Regions from separate parts of the Mus musculus genome. Here all the other regions are linked to region 1. A link is a contact called in public HiChIP or PLAC-seq data. All regions are on one chromosome and are shown on one strand. The core of a region is the stretch at or near the end of the contact, and the rest is flanking DNA. Distances in the headings are between cores, read along the strand shown. Region 1 has its middle 90 kb from the start of D030024E09Rik. Region 2 has its middle 170 kb from the start of Gm24696. Region 3 has its middle 38 kb from the start of Gm24696.

Region 1 (2,700 bases), core at 122-2,621:
AAGGAAGAGTAGAAAGCATATTCACTCTCGATTAATCAATAAGTGAGAGAGTGAATGAACTTATGAATGGGCCTATTAACTCTTCTAAAGACAGGTTCCTTCATCAGTCTTCTTGATAGGAAAAAAGAATAATCACACACACAAAAAATGGCAACTCAATTGGGTCTCCTAGTAACATCAGAAACTATATCTGTAAAGGCCCACCAACATGACCATAGAAATATGAGCTGAACAAGGTTGACAACAATGGACATGCTAAGGATGTCCCATGCTAAGATTGGGAAAGGTGTAAAAAGAGGCCATACGTCTGAAGGAGCAGAAGGGGTTGTAGTACGATTTGGATGAAGAAAAGGGAAGGGGGAAAATGTAACTATATTATTATCTCAAAATGTTCCTAAGGTAAATTAGTCCCAATAACCTAACATTTACTGGAAATTGTAAGTGGATAACACTCTGCCCAAAGTGTTTCCTTAGTCTACTATCATCTGACATCACCCACAAATCAGACATAACATAGGGATCTGCAGCTTAAAAACTGATCTCTGATCCAGACAACTTTGCCATGGTCATCTCAAAACAGTGCGTTCTTAGCCTGTACCTACATCTTACCTACACATTTCTCCTGACCATATACACTGCTTGAAAAGTTCACCCCTCTATCTCTCTGCCTAAACCACAGAGACCTGGCAATTACTTGCATCTTCTTCACATCCAAACTTAGTTATTCACCAAGGCTTATTGATGTATGGGATTCTTCATCTTCTCCTTGGCTGTTTGACTTGAGTTCCAGACTTAATTTGTCACCAGAACTTCAGCAGGCAGATAGTCCAAAATTTTCTCCATCCCCATATCCTAGCACTTTATATATTGTTGCTGTGTGGGTTGGGAGGGATTTTAAAAGTAAGCAAGCCACAAAAGCATAAACACACACACCCAAATAAAAAGACGTGACACCTTCCTGCTTCAGAAGGTGGAGGGCATCTGATGTTATCTGGCTTGGTGTTTCTCCAACTTGCATAGTCACAAAAATCACCCTCTGGGTACTTGTTAAAGATACAGGTCCTGCACCCCACCTTCAACCTACTTACTAGGAATTTTTTAGGGTGAGGCCTGGGAATCTCTTTTACATAATAGGTTCAGATTGTGTTATCACTAAACACATTTAGGAAATAGCTAATACATTAGAAAGAGGATAAGCTCCAAGTAATAAAAACTGTAAATAAGACATAATGTCATTTCATCCTAACAGGGTATTTGGATCCGTGTTACCCAGTGCCTTCAGCCACCATGTCATTACCCAAGATGGAACCCTGAACATTCTTGCCTTGGGATGTAAATATTGCGTGGGGTCTGAGTCTTCTTGAGGGTTCTCAGGACTGCCACATGACTCACCTGCTGAGCGAAAAGCACAATGGCCCAAATTAGTCACACAGCCACAGTCTGCTGGAGAGACTGAGAAATGAAGTGTTCATGTTCCCATCAGATAAGAACGGCATTGAGGGGTAGCTATTATGTCCAGCACTTCCATTTAGCAGAACAATATTCTGATGACCAATGAAGTTAAGCAGTTTACCCAAGATCATGAAGCCAATTAACATTCCCCAAACGTACACTGTAATTTATTTACTTTCACTCTCTTAAAAAGAAGAAATTGTGCTTAAAGAAAAAGAGACATGGTTGTTGATGGCTCACACAGGGTTGGTGGGATGTTCCCAGAGGGGCAACAGAACTGGGTATCAGCATTTCTAACTAGAGCTTCAGGTTTCCTAGACATACCTGTGAGCCAAGAAAATCGACTGTTGCAAGGAGGTGATGGGGCAATGTCTGCATGAAAGAAAGGCGGTGACCTGAAGCAGGAAGAGTTCTCAGCTATGAGACCTTTGGTGCATCACCTCCAATTCCCTATTAAACAAGACCATCAGATGCCTGTCAATGGCTTCATCCTCTCCTTATTGTGATTTCTGCTCATTCAGACCAAACTGCCCCCAAACAGCTTACCATGCAGGCTAATTCTTCCAGAAGATTCCCAGAACTGCTACATCCATGCTGAAAGCACACTGGCTCCCCTGCTCAGTGTTTCTGATGCCATTTGTTGTCAGCATTCTTAATGGCCACCACTAATCCTTGAGCCATTCAACAGACTCCAGAACCTCCTTTTCGCCTGACACCATTGGGTATTGGTAATACAAGGAGAACAAAGCACAGACTGAGTTTTAAAGTCACTCCCACCTAGTGCTGGTAGGTGAGGAATACAAGTAAAACAACTCATAAAATTCCAACTCTCCTGAAGAGTCTAACAGACCTGAAGGCAAGGCTGAGCTCCATTAGTTATTGCACAAGTGTGGGTAAAACCCAATCCCACTGCAGTTGTTCTTCCATTAGTAAAATGAGGATCATGACCCTGTTCTTGTGGGTCGTTTGGTGATGATTAGCTGGGCTATTTTGTGGGCAAGATGGAGCATATGGCAGCACATGCAATATGGCAGCTAATCTTCCAGAAGTGGTGCATAAACCTGTACACGAGGCACACGAGAGGATGAGCAAAGGTAAATGTGCCTCTGCCTTGAAGAGCATCAAAGAAAGGAAATGAGGCTTAAAGAATCAAAACCAGCCCTTGTTTCTCTCTCCTGTTCTCTTGCTCCTCTCTTGCTCCCTTGCTCTTTGCTTTCCCCCTCCCTTCCTCCATCTTGCCACATGCTC
Region 2 (2,700 bases), core at 66-2,565, 330 kb before region 1:
TAAAAGAATTGTGTCTGAACTATTTCCCTTTGGCTATTGTGTTACTTGGTACTTACATGTTACTTGGTGATAGGTTTTTGTGGTGGTAGTACTGATGGTGGTCGTGACGGTGGTGCAAGTGGGAGTGGTATTGTTGAGTCTTGATTCAGAAATCAGGAGGGTATTGAAGTATTCATGGGTTGTATCATTTTGATAACCAGGCACTATTGGGTGATAACACTGATTTCCAGTGTAAGCCAAGAATTTGCAGGAAGTTCAGGATGCCTTTTTCTTTTCTTCTCTTCTCTTCTTTTCTCTTCTCTTCTCTTTTCTTTCTTTCTTTGTTTTTTTTTTGTTTGTTTTTTTGTTTTTTAATGAACATTAGGACCTCATGAGTGGATAAGCACAGGCAACTGAAATTTTTGTTCTCTATAGGGTCCTCCTAAATTCTTAAATTTTCATTGCTTCAGGACTTGCATTTTCACAGGAATTAAACAATGGATATAAAAGAAGAGAGATAAACAATCACACCCAGAGTGACTTCCCACTCTTCATTGTCTCATGCAAAGGAAAGAAATTCTTTGGGTGAGTTCCTTCCAAAGCAAACATCCTGAGCACCTAGGCATCCCACTTGTGGATCACAGTAGCCAGCAGGATGACTCACTGGTATTCATGGAACTCCCTGTTGCCAGTGAATTACACTGAGAAGTTTCTAGGCAGCCACATTGCTGGCGATGAAGAGGTCGGGGGCTAGGAGTTGCCCAAATGGGTCACTTTCTAGAATGGTTCTTGATATACTGAGAACTGGGATCTTGGTATTCTAACAGGATCTTTTCTACCGGTAGCATATGCACTTATAGAGCGAGGGAATTAAAATGCAGTGGGTTAAGTTGAAAGCTTAATGCCATGCCATCTGCAAAAACTCAATACTTTTCAAGCTTATATACCCTGCACTCTATCTAAACTACTTGTCCTGCCATCTGCTTTTGTTCTGTAAATAACTATTCCCAATCCAACTGCCTACTGAACAACTAGCCAATGATTCAGTTAATAATTATAAACCTTAACAATCCAGCAAGCAACCACATACAAAGGAACTAGATATCACTTGTCTGAATATTTGATAGTCATGCAAGACCGAAAATGGGCCTTCTGGAACAACAGTCATGTTGGGAACTGTTGGGGAAGGGGCAGGGTGGGGTGGATTGGTGGGTTTTGAATGAAACGTTGCCTTAACGGTCCCAGTTCAATCTTTCCCACACAAGCTCAAGCCCACATCTCACAGAAGTATTATATCTGTTCACTTCCTTGTACTTCGCTCCAAGAATGAGTGAGTCATGGTTTAAGGACAAATTCTTAACATAGGTGCTACAGGCAAACAAAGGAAAACCAAACGCCTCATTCTTCTATTTCTCCTTTAAAAGGAAACTCATGCTGGAGGCATTTGGGTAACATTCCTTTTATATAACAGCACGAACTTCATCTGAAGGAAGAAACAGTGCAGCTGTAGAAACGGGTAGGTGTGGGATTGCTCTTCTCTCACCTATGACCCTTCCTGGCCGTATCTTAATGTAATACCACAAGTTCTGGGCCAGCACTGAATGTGAAGGTGGGACATGGAAAAAGGACATACAGAAGAGGCAGCATGCTTGTCCTGTGTTAGGACATGATGAGGCAGGCTCTTTAAATGCATGGGTGGCTCAGATAGATGGGCTGGGGTTATATCCTGTTCTGATGTTTATTGGCTGTGTGATTCTGGCAATGTAGTAGAGGACTGCTGTGAGTTATCACACCGTTGGAAAAATCAGGATTATATCAAAAGTTAATAGATAATTTATGTTCAGCTGTGTCTGATACACATAGATTCACTGAACCCTGTAGAGTTCAGTGCTGGCTTCTTCTTCAAGACGAGAAACTGATTTTCTTTGTTTTAGGTTTTTGGTTTTGTTGTTGTTTGTTTGTTGTTTTGTTTGGCTTTCATTTTGCCCTGTATTTGAGACTGAAGAAGAACTTACAGGAATGTTCTAGAAACAGGAGAAATTAACTTGTCTCAACAATAGCTCAGATGTGAGACCTCAGAGCTAACCACACATTAACTGCTTTGTGGTCAGATTAAAAAAAAAAGCATGCAGGCCATCTTTACTCCTAATAATTTCTGCATCTCAGAATATGAAAAACTTTTATGTAATATCTTAGATAGTTTCTATTAATCTATTAATCTATCAATGTCCTGAATAGATTTGGTGGTTGCTCTTTGGAACCATTTCACACTGGTAGTGTATCAGATGGCACTCAGAAACATAGGCAGGCAGTGCTTAAATGAAAGAGGTTCCATTCTTCTCTTGTAGAACAGCATTGTCTCCTTCCAGCCAGATCACCATCATTAATTTTATTTAACAGTCTTTTTGAAGAGACATTTTTTTCACTCGTACTATTTCTACTGTGCCACTTCCTGTGTCAGGACATTCGTCCTTTGTGTGTAACTGTTCTCTATGTCCCCTGCTTTGCTTTCTGAGTTTGCTCCCCACATCTGAACTGGAATCACTCCCTTATTGGCTGTGAGGTGCTATCTCCTAGCAACATCAGAAGCTACACTCAAAAGATCTAACCAACCTGACTGTCCAATGTGAAATGAACAAGGATGGACAAAGATGATAGCAATGGACTTTCAAAGTGGATGGAGTCCCTGAGGTCTCTGCCCTAAACAAGGAACTATTGATA
Region 3 (2,700 bases), core at 160-2,659, 470 kb before region 1:
TATAGCTCCAGAGTAAGGCCACATGCCCAGGAATATATGTGCAGCACAATATACAGACTTCAGTTTTTCAAAAGACAAATACAGTGTTGGGTGGGTAGGGACTGGGGAATACATCTGGAATGAGATCACAGTATGAACATGATAATGGTCAAAATCCATTGCACACAATTCCTAGAGAACTCTCAGAAAAGAGAAGCATTCAGCTAACATTGGGAGAGTATCACGTGGGAATGCCTATTGTGTTCAGGAACAAGACGTCATTAGGACTGAGACTTCAATGCAGTGTGTTATACCGAGACACCAAGAACATGATGTTTTATGATCCTAGACACCAAAAATATGATGGCATAGTCTGTACTTGACCGGTAGCATTCTAATGAAGAACATCAAGGCAAGGCACATGAAGATGTCACATCATGTCTTGAAGAGTGACAGGAAAGTTTCAAAAAAAAAAAAAAAAAGATTACAAATAGCCTAAGTTTTAAATCAGCAATGGACTATTCAAAGGGGGGAGAGATTAGGGAGAAGAGTTAACAAGGACATAGACAGTGAAGGATGTGAACGCCTTCGGGAGACCCAGCATGGTTTAAGAGCAGAGGCAGTACATGGAAGGAAAGCTAGGCGGGTAAGTGCCAGGAACTCAAAAGCAGGCACAATATGCCTTCTTACTTCCTTCTTCCTGCACTATATAACTGTCCTTTCTCAGCTTCTTTTCACTGTAGCATGATGCAGAAAACTCAATGTTGCACGAAGCTCTCTGGCTTGATTTCTAGCAGTGCATACACTGGCCGTGGAGGTACCCACCTAAAATCTCAGAACTTGGGGAGTAAAGGCAAGATCAGATTTTCAGGGATACAGAGAAGATTTAAGGCCAACCTGGTCTACATGAGACTCTGATTATAAACTATAAAACTAAATTAAAAACTAAAGGGGGGAGGGGGCTAAGAGAAGAGAAAACCATACAGGGTAGCTTTCAGTCATTCGGATCACTTGGGGTGGCATACACCACACTGCAGATGAGCCAACGGATGTGCAAGGTCAGAACATAACCTTCTGTCAACACGTAGCCCGACACAGGGTCCCCAGCCCCCACAACATTAGCAAGAAAATAAGAACGCCTGCCCAGCTGTCTTGCTGGCTGTCACTGGGTAAATTATCTTTTATTAAGGATCTGTAATTGTTCTCCACTGAGCTGTGACCTAAATTTAGTAGTTCTGAGGAGTGAGACCCAGCCAACAGGATTTCCCTGAGAACACGATGAAGTTCCTGCATCAATTCAATTCATTAGCTAGAAAAAGAACAAGCGGCCAGTTCTTTCTTTTTTTTTTTCTTTCCCATTCTCCAGTGAGCCGTTTGTTTGTTTAGTTTGACCACATTTTTTTTTTCTTCTTGGATCCAGTCTGAGCCTCTGTAAGGACAGCACAGCTCATTCAAACACTTCCTGTCACATTAGCTCCCAAGGCAGAAACCAAGTAACACTATGTAAATCTTGCTGGTAAGACCCTCCATTTACTTCTTGGGGATTTTCAGCATAAGGAGAAGAAATGTCCTCAAGTAGTCAGGATGATTTGGGGTGAGGGGAAGAAAACTCAGCTTACTAGAATCACTAAAGCAACAGAAGAATAGACAGAGAAGGAGGGGAAAGGCAACACTGGTTAAAAGCTATCGTGAAAACTTTTGTGTAAGAAAGGTCATGAGAGGGACAGCCTCTACTAGAGACATTACTTCCAAAACCTGTTTTCATCATGACAATCTAATGAAGGCCAGAAAATAAAGTCACTCAATTTGGATACAGTTTCTAAAGATCTGTGCAAAATTTAGGGCCACATCTTCTTCCTCTAATCCCAGAGTTTTCCTTCAGTTCATCATTAACTTTTTGCCATGACAGTCTGGACTTGGGATCTGTCATGGATGTGCACCCTGTAAAGTCTCATGTATGGGTACCCACACATAAAAGAAAAAGAATATTCAATTTTAACAACATTCTTATTTGTTTTTCTTAACAATTCTTTTTTTTTTTTGCTGTTTTTTAATTAGGTATTTTCTTTATTTACATTTCAAATGTTATTCCCTTCCCTAGTTTCCCCTCCAAAAAAAACCCTATCCCCTCCCCCTGTTCACCAACCCACCCACTCCTGCTTCCTGGCCCTGGCATTTCCCTACACTGGGGCATAGAGCCTTCATGGGACCAAGGGCTTCTCCTCCTATTGATAACCGACTAGGCCATCCTCTGCTACATATGCATCTGGAGCCATGAGTTCCCCCATGTGTACTCTTTTGTTGGTGGTTTATTCTTTAACCCACCAATTTCCTTTTTCTGCCACCCTATCGGAAACTTCCTGATGACCAATATGTTACTGTAAAGATAGTTCATATACCTCTGCATGAATAAAGAAAAATGTCCCACGACATCCTTAGAAAACTTAATCTTGCTAGATATGTAATGTGGTCTGTAGAGTGTTTGCATAACATGTATGATGCCCTGCGTTCCATACCTAACACCACATAAAAACAGACATTCTGGCATGCACCAATAATCTCAGCACTCAGGAAGTGGAGATAGATTAGAAGTAGAGGCCAGTCTGAAATACATGAGAACGTTTTATTTAAAAAGGAAAGAGGTTTAGTGTTTTATTAAGAGGCTAAGATATCCATACCCTAACAGTAACTTAGTGACATTGTGCTGTCTCTGATTTCTCA

What was found. HiChIP or PLAC-seq counts read pairs in DNA pulled down with a chosen protein or histone mark.
Region 2: a FOXA1 HiChIP or PLAC-seq map of pancreatic cancer cells shows a contact between it and region 1. The contact joins two enhancer-like sites. A contact is called at or near these places in 1 of 484 Hi-C or Micro-C datasets (uterus) and 2 of 115 datasets of contacts at active chromatin or transcription factors (CD8 T cells and pancreatic cancer cells).
Region 3: an HNF4G HiChIP or PLAC-seq map of pancreatic cancer cells shows a contact between it and region 1. The contact joins two enhancer-like sites. A contact is called at or near these places in 1 of 484 Hi-C or Micro-C datasets (CD4 T cells), 1 of 115 datasets of contacts at active chromatin or transcription factors (pancreatic cancer cells) and 1 of 9 other capture datasets (embryonic stem cells).

Annotation. Positions count from the first base shown.
Region 1 is chr15:61,863,355-61,866,054 of GRCm38.p6, forward strand. No RefSeq gene overlaps it. Among named protein-coding and RNA genes, the nearest start is that of D030024E09Rik, 90 kb to the left of the region's middle. Within about 2 kb of position 1,372, at least 13 of the 459 cell types and tissues checked have an H3K27ac peak or open chromatin away from gene starts, as enhancers often do. A contact at or near this core is called in pancreatic cancer cells, where this site is marked.
Region 2 is chr15:61,531,621-61,534,320 of GRCm38.p6, forward strand. No RefSeq gene overlaps it. Among named protein-coding and RNA genes, the nearest start is that of Gm24696, 170 kb to the left of the region's middle. Within about 2 kb of position 1,316, at least 64 of the 459 cell types and tissues checked have an H3K27ac peak or open chromatin away from gene starts, as enhancers often do. A contact at or near this core is called in pancreatic cancer cells, where this site is marked.
Region 3 is chr15:61,394,327-61,397,026 of GRCm38.p6, forward strand. No RefSeq gene overlaps it. Among named protein-coding and RNA genes, the nearest start is that of Gm24696, 38 kb to the left of the region's middle. Within about 2 kb of position 1,410, at least 51 of the 459 cell types and tissues checked have an H3K27ac peak or open chromatin away from gene starts, as enhancers often do. A contact at or near this core is called in pancreatic cancer cells, where this site is marked.